2 separate regions of the Danio rerio genome follow, and region 2 is linked to region 1. The links are chromatin contacts, called in public HiCAR-type maps. All regions are on one chromosome and are shown on one strand. Each heading gives the region's core, a stretch centred on a gene start, on an enhancer-like site or on the middle of the called end of the contact. The rest is flanking DNA. Distances are from core to core; before and after follow the strand shown. Region 1 overlaps ccdc85cb (coiled-coil domain containing 85C, b). Region 2 holds the start of ccdc85cb (coiled-coil domain containing 85C, b).

The links. HiCAR-type assays count read pairs that join an accessible place to other places.
Region 2: a HiCAR-type map of caudal fin shows a contact between it and region 1, with 8 times the contacts expected there. The contact joins the promoter of ccdc85cb here to the enhancer-like site in region 1. A contact is called at or near these places in 6 of 18 Hi-C or Micro-C datasets (caudal fin, embryo and an unstated tissue) and 2 of 4 datasets of contacts at active chromatin or transcription factors (caudal fin and embryo).

Annotation. Positions count from the first base shown.
Region 1 is chr20:5,306,928-5,311,072 of GRCz12tu, reverse strand. It overlaps ccdc85cb (coiled-coil domain containing 85C, b), which reads left to right. Exons shown (of 7, transcript NM_001002628.1): 7 at 2,818-3,465. The coding sequence ends at 2,907. Among named protein-coding and RNA genes, the nearest start is that of cyp46a1.5, 25 kb to the right of the region's middle. Within about 2 kb of position 1,837, at least 3 of the 62 cell types and tissues checked have an H3K27ac peak or open chromatin away from gene starts, as enhancers often do.
Region 2 is chr20:5,378,822-5,382,647 of GRCz12tu, reverse strand. ccdc85cb (coiled-coil domain containing 85C, b) reads left to right here and starts at 2,143. Exons shown (of 7, transcript NM_001002628.1): 1 at 2,143-3,217. The coding sequence starts at 2,521.

The sequences.
Region 1 (4,145 bases), core at 588-3,087:
GAAGGAAAGCATTAGTATTTTTTATTTTATTTTTTATTTTTTTGAGTACAGTTATTGGTATATCCAGAGAGGCAATTGCAGATTAGGAAGTGAAGTGGAGACTAAATAGTTGAGTTTTTAGTCGTTTCTTGAAAACAGCGAGTGACTCTGCAGAAGTGAGAGCAGATAAGAAGGAGCAAAGCCAGAAGTCGCTTTGTAGACAAACATCAGAGCTTTGAATTTGATGCGAGCAGCAACTGGCAGCCAGTGCAAACGGATGAGCAGCGGAGTGACATGTGCTCTTTTAGGTTCATTGAAGACCACTCGTGCTGCTGCATTCTGGAGCAGCTGAAGAGGCTTGATAGAGTTAGCTGGAAGCCCGGCTAGTAGAGAGTTGCAGTAATCCAGTTTAGGGAAAACAAGAGCTTGAACAAGGAGTTGAGCTGCATGTTCAGATAAGAAGGGTCGGATTTTTCTGATGTTATAGAGTGCGAATCTGCATGATCGAGCAGTTCTAGAAATGTGGTCAGAGAAGTTTAGTTGGTCATCAATTGTTACTCCAATTGACAATTGCAAAATTGACAACAAGAAGTAACACTTAATTTAAGTTTCAGCAACAAAACACAAACAAGGTAGATCAAAAGTAATATGGCGTAAAATACAGAGCACCCAGAGGAAACCTGTGCGAACGTGAGGAGAACATGCAAACTCCTTACAGAAACCCCAACTAACCCAGCCACGGCTCGAATCAGCAACCTTCTTGCTGTGAGGCGACAGCACTACCCACTGCACCATGTGTCGCCCAATAATAATAATCATTATTATTATTAATATTAATTTTCCTAATAAACATCTTACTGTAAATTACAACCATTAACAATTTATATGATTTATATATGAGATTGTTAGCTAAGTAGTTTTATTTTTTAGAATAGAATATGGAATATTCTCAATAATATTTGTAAAGGAAACAGTGGCCCTATATGTGCCTTTTACATATATTTCAGTTAATCTAGAAAACTTGTGCTTAATTTTACTAAAACTACTATTGGATTATTTTTAAGTGAGTGTTTACGTAAAACAATATAATTTTTTTGAACATTTTTAAGGGGTGTAAACAAAAACAATTGTCCCAACAACATATTTCCTGTTTGACATTTTTAATTTCTATAGCTCCTGAGAATCCAAATAGCCACATATTGATGAATAATGTTATGATAGCTGCTTTAACATCAAGCTAGGATTGAAGTGTCGTGCCTCTTCTTGCAGTTATGAAATAGTTTAATAACAAGCAGGAAATGGTCATGGGCCAATGACATCACCACATCGAAATGGTTTATACAAAAAAATGATGGTCAATGATGGACACACCCCAGAACAGTTTTGTGCTGTTCCACAAAAGAGAGAAAGTGAAAGTAAAGGCTCATTCTCACACTTCAGATGCTGTTTGCTTGTTCAGTTTTTCCACTTACAAAGTCCGCCATGTAAATAGCAAATGTGTCATGGCGCGACGCAACTGACTCTTAAAAGGAAAGGGAGATGAGACTCTGATTGGTTTACTCTCAAAACACACCTACAACACATTAAGAGAATAAGCTCAACCCTGTTAGACCATGCGCCACTGATCTTGGTCTTAAAATAGCAAAAGTGGATTTGGATACCTCCCTAATGCTCTTGCGCCCTGCGCTTCAGACTTTGCGCCCAGATCGTTAGAATAGAGCCCATGTAGTTCATTTCTTTGGATCATTCTGTAGAGCTTGAAGCGTTAACAACTGGGTGGAGTTCATGGAGAGGTCAGTTAATGGACAGGTTGGTACACAGAGATCTGAGCTCTTGATAGAGTGAGCCGATATAGTTTGATCTGTTTGTTGGGCCCCACACTGGAATGTGGGAACGAGAGAATCCAGCTTGGAGCACAATAACACCTCTGTACGTGACTCACCTGGAGAATCCTGGACTCGTCAACACCATTGTGGACACCCTTCATGAGAGATTTGGATGAATGGATGTTTGTGCTGGCTTTCGTTTGTTTTCTGTGGGTCGAAGTAGCATTTAGCTAAACACACTTGACAAATAGCAGTGTATTTTGGGGTTATGGTCATTTAAAATACTCAGCAATCTTATTTGTTTTTATTTTTTGTGTTTAAAAGATGCAGAGCTTGTTTTAAAAGATGAACTGTTGTCCAAACACAGAAACTTTTTCGAATGGTGGGTTTAGGCATGGGGTTTGGGGACAAACCTTCTCTTAAAAATTGTATATTTTTCGATTAAATTATGTAATAATAAGCAAAACAAATATTTAAAATATTAAATGATAAAAACAAGTATTGATTGATACTTTATATAAAAAAAAATAATTATAACTAATCAGTTTCGTGAAACAGCTGTATTATTACCTCATCAGCTTCAGCCCCTCAAAATAAGGAATGAATGATGACAGTGCAGTGGCAGGATTTTTTTTAACGGTTGCTGTGTAACAACAGTCCTACTCCCACCTGCCGGTAGAAACAGGGACTAAACAGGAACTGAACTGCTGACTATTTAAATACCCGAAACAAAAGCTGCATTGAATTGAATGTGCGTAATGTATGTGGTAATTTTAAGTACTTGGATAACAAAATTATTGTTTTACAACCGTTTTGTTTTTAGTGCAACATATTACAAAAGATCAGGGGCTTTTGACAATACATTAGGAGCTTAAGACCCCAAGCAGCCCCCCCCCCCCCCCCCAATAGAAAACAACAGCATAGGTGGCATCAAATGTAAATATCTATGTGACTGACATACAGCATGTAAAATGGCTGAACTGTTTAGTGGCTTTTTCCCATTTGTTTCCAGGTGGTGTGGAGAAAGCTGGGCGACGCAACAGGAACAAAGCCGTCCCTCCGACAGCAACTCTCTGGTAATCAGTTCAAAGCTCCTCTATAGCGAGAACATCTCCTCATCCTCCATGCAGGACCAAAATGCTTAGGCGACACAAACGCTCCACCTTCTTCCATGTCAGATCATTTGGAGCCAATCGTGCCATTGACGTTGGATCACTGCACACCAGTTTTCAGATTTTCCTTTCAGTGAACGTTCAAAGCAATAATCACATTAACCTAACATTATTACCTAATAATTATATACTTTTCTTTGTTGACATAATGGTTTTGGATTGAATCATGGTTTCGGCCATAATGGTGCATCTTCGATGAGCCTTTGCACCAATCCAGGACCAATGTGGCCATATGTGGACTCAGAGGAGAACCACAAAGGATGATATAATTCGGGTTGAGGATCAAGAAGTCTGGCAGCTAGTCATGTTTGGTAAACCTTGCCTCTTCTGTTTTCTTTTACCTCTTTTTTTTTTAATTACGTCAACGTCATAAAAGCTGAGTCCATCAAACTTGCAAAGTGAGCAATAGCAGATGTTATAGCATCCAGTTTGTGCAGACAATAATCTATAAGACGATGTAAGATATGTATAAAGGTTTTAAATCAGTTTATTATATTGTCTTTTTAAGTGTTTTTACTTTTTCTAGAGGTTGTTTTTACAACTCAACAGAATGGGGTTTCTTGACAGACAATGCAACGGAGACACAACACATGCTAATTATGTCTTTCAGTTTTTGTATAAAAAGGATGCCAATTACAACCTACAGTACATAAACTTTGTATGTTAAAGATGTCAAATGTTAAAACAGTGTGCTGTGCATGCTTGACAATCCAGTCTCTCAGGTCCTCAGATACTTGTACATGGATATGTACACTCACTTGCTAATTTATTAGGTACACCTGTCCAACTGCTCGTTAATGCAAGTTTCTAATCAGCCACTCACGTGGCAGCAACTCAATGCATTTCAAGAGTTCACACTTAGCTGATGATTGATAATAAAGCTAGCTTGGCGTGCTGTCCCGGGAGAGAGCCCTGAGCTTATAAGATCCTCGAGCCCTGGGCTCCCTCCTGTTGCAAGGCGAGAGGGGAGTTTGAGCTCAGGTAGATCTCGATGACTCCCCCTCTTGCTTGTTGTAGCCAAGTGTCAGATATGGATGCTGAAAGGTGTACTCAGAGTTTAGCTAAAGTATTTGGATTAATTGTTTAGAGTGCTTGTTTTTGAACTGTGGGAGGAAACCGGAGGACCTGGGGAAAACCCACGCGTTCACGGGGGAGAACGAGCAAACAG
Region 2 (3,826 bases), core at 894-3,393, 71 kb before region 1:
TTATTGAAACTATTATGTTTAGAATTGTGTTAAGAAAATCTCTATGATAAACAGAAATTGGGGAAAAATAAACGAGGTTTAATAATTCAGGGGGGCTAATAATTCTGAATTCATCTATATATATATATATATATATATATATATATATATATATATATATATATATATATATATATATAAAATTTATATATATAAAGATAAAATGGTAATAAAAAAAGAATTCCCATTTCTAGCTTTTAACAATTGAGATTTAACAATAAAATTAAAACAAAATAAAACCATATTAAGGTCTCGCTGAATTTGTGTGACTTTCAATTTGAAACTACATATTCTCAAGTCGTTTATTGATGTCTTTGCAAACATAGCAAAATGCAAAAAAAAAAAAAAAGAACTATATATTTAGCCTAACATATTTTACAATCTGTATAAAAATAGAGCAAAATAGGAAAACATGTTTTGTGAAATAGTGGAAGCATGTGACCAGATCAAAACAATGAAAACTCCTAAACATGTTAGTTAATAGCTAATGTGAATAAAAATGACTTTTGTTTTTTTGTTTTTCCTTCTGTTTGGAAATATAAATAGACAGCCTATAATAATAATGGAAACAGTAATAATGATCAAAATAATTATTATTATCACAGTTTTATTCAAATTGATAGATAAATACAATTCTGACTAAAAAAATACAACATATGGAAAAAGTAAATAAAAAACATCAACAACAACAACAGTAATAATATTAATAATAATAATAATAATAATCGTTATTGTTTATTTAATTCTGTATTTGTTTAGAAAAAGACAATATAATCTTTTATTTATCTTTTATTCATAATCTTTTTATTTAATCTTTTTATTTTACACCGGCGTGAATAATAATGATAATAATAATAATAATAATAATAATAATAATAATCGTTATTGTTTATTTAATTCTGTATTTGTTTAGAAAAAGACAATATAATCTTTTATTTATCTTTTATTCATAATCTTTTTATTTAATCTTTTTATTTTACACCGGCGTGAATAATAATTATGATAATAATAATAATAATAATAATAATAATAATAATAATAATAATAATAATAATAATAATAATAATAATAATAATAATAATAATCGTTATTGTTTATTTAATTCTGTATTTGTTTAGAAAAAGACAATATAATCTTTTATTTATCTTTTATTCATAATCTTTTTATTTAATCTTTTTATTTTACACCGGCGTGAATAATAATTATGATAATAATAATAATAATAATAATAATAATAATAATAATAATAATAATAATAATAATAATAATAATCGTTATTGTTTATTTAATTCTGTATTTGTTTAGAAAAAGACAATATAATCTTTTATTTATCTTTTATTCATAATCTTTTTATTTAATCTTTTTATTTTACACCGGCGTGAATAATAATAATAATAATTATAATAATAATAATAATAATAATAATAATAATCGTTATTGTTTATTTAATTCTGTATTTGTTTAGAAAAAGACAATATAATCTTTTATTTATCTTTTATTCATAATCTTTTTATTTAATCTTTTTATTTTACACCGGCGTGAATAATAATAATAATAATAATAATAATAATAATAATAATAATATTAATAATAATAATAATAATAATAATAATAATAATCGTTATTGTTTATTTAATTCTGTATTTGTTTAGAAAAAGACAATATAATATTTTATTTATCTTTTATTCATAATCTTTTTATTTAATCTTTTTATTTTACACCGGCGTGAATAATAATGATAATAATAATAATTGTTATTGTGTATTTAATTCTTTATTTATTTTTTTTTAGAAAAAGACAATATAATCTTTTATTTATCTTTTATTTATAATCTTTTCATTTAATCTTTTCATTTTACACCGGCGCGGGACAGTGAGGACACTGTCTCTTTAAGAGGGCAGGTCCTGCCTTTTGCCTCTCATCTCTGAACCTGCTCAGAGCCGCTCGGATCAATTCACACACACACCAGTCCAAGGAAAGAGCAGAACCCGACACTGGCAAACACTCAGGAAAAATCCTCCTATACATCGTTTTGGGGCTTTCGATGACTGACAACACGGATGTTAGTGTGTGTGTTTTTGAACGAAGGCGGTGTTTATGGTTGTGAATATTTTGAAACGCAGCTCTTGAAACCTGTAAGATCACACATGATCTAAAATATTATTTGTTTGCCTCGAGAAAGAAAAAAACATCGTTTCATTTTAAACCATGGTTGTGGATACACATCTCGCGGATATTTTAGGACATGTAAATACATGGATGATTCCAGAATTGTCGGTAAGTGCGGCACCATTAAAAGTAACGTTAATGGTTTGGGAACACATTTGTTATTAAATTTCTCCTGTACGTGTAAATATAGAATCTAACGCATGAGTATTTTGTTTTTAAACGAGTCTTATTGCGTTTTCGTGGTGCGAAGAGCAACACTGTCACATTTACATTGAGTATTTTAATACTCCGAGACTGTAAGCGAGAGCCATGATGGCCAAACACTGTCCTAATGATGACCTGAGTAAGATCCCAGACGAGGAACTGGTCAGGTGGAGCAAAGAAGACTTGATCAGGAGACTGAGGAGGGTTGATGGTGAGAAGATGAGCCTGATGCTGGAGCATAGCAACATGATGAAGGATGTCAACCGCAGTCTGCAGGTGCACCTCCACGAGATTCGCAATCTCAAGGAGATCAACCAGAAACTGCAAGACGACAACCAGGAGCTCAGGGAACTCTGCTGCTTTCTGGACGACGACCGGCAGAAAGGTAAGAAGCTGTCTCGGGAATGGCAGAGGTTTGGGAAGTTCACGGCGAGCTCCGTATGGAAGGAGGTGAGCACCTATCAGCAGAAGCTCAAGGAGCTGGAGATCAACCAGGAAAACGTTCTGCGGGAGAACGCAGAGCTGAAAGACATCATTCTCATGTTGGACGAGGACAGGAATGGAGCTGGATCGAGGAGTTCTATTGACAGCCAGTCCAGCCTGAGCAACCTGAACGGAGGATCGGGCACTGTAAGAGATGTTGGCGATGGGAGCAGCACATCCAGCGGTGGAAGCGCTGGCAGTCCAGATCATCATCATAACCATATCCACAAGACTGTAGAAGCGAAGATTGGCACTGTGAGAAGATCAATGGATGATCTGTCGGCCCCGCATCATCACAGGAGCATCCCCGCTGGACTTAATGGTGAGTGTAGATTCATATCTCTGCTGCCGCCATTTTTGAAAACCTTTGATATCAGTATTGCTATGGCTTTTAGTGCATGTCTTTTATCTCTGAGGCTGTTTATGTGTCACCCAGGAGTTGTTCAAAGTAACTTCTATCAGATATGTGACCGTGGACCACAAAACCAGTCATATAAGGGTTTACATTTTGAAAATTGTGATTTATACAATATTTGAAAACCGAATAAACTTTCCCTCGATGGTTTAAGATACAGCTTTTTCGAAATTTGTTATCTGACCCTGCTAAAAAATCCAGCTTAAACCAGCCTAGGCTGGTTTTAGCTGGTCGACCAGGCTGGTTTTAGAGGGGTTTTGGCCACTTCCAGGTTGTTTTCCAGCCATTTCTAGCATGGTCTTAGCTGGTCAGGCTGGAAAAGGACCAGCTAAATCCAGCTAAAACCAGCTTGACCAGCCTGGTTTAAGCTGAACATAGCTGGTTTTGGCTGGGCTCCCAGCCTGCTAGGCTGGTCAAGCTGGTTTTAGCTGGTCATCTCCCAGGCTGACCAACTAAGACCAGGCTGGAAATGGCTGGAAACCAGCCTGGAAGTGGCCAAAACCCCTCTAAAACCAG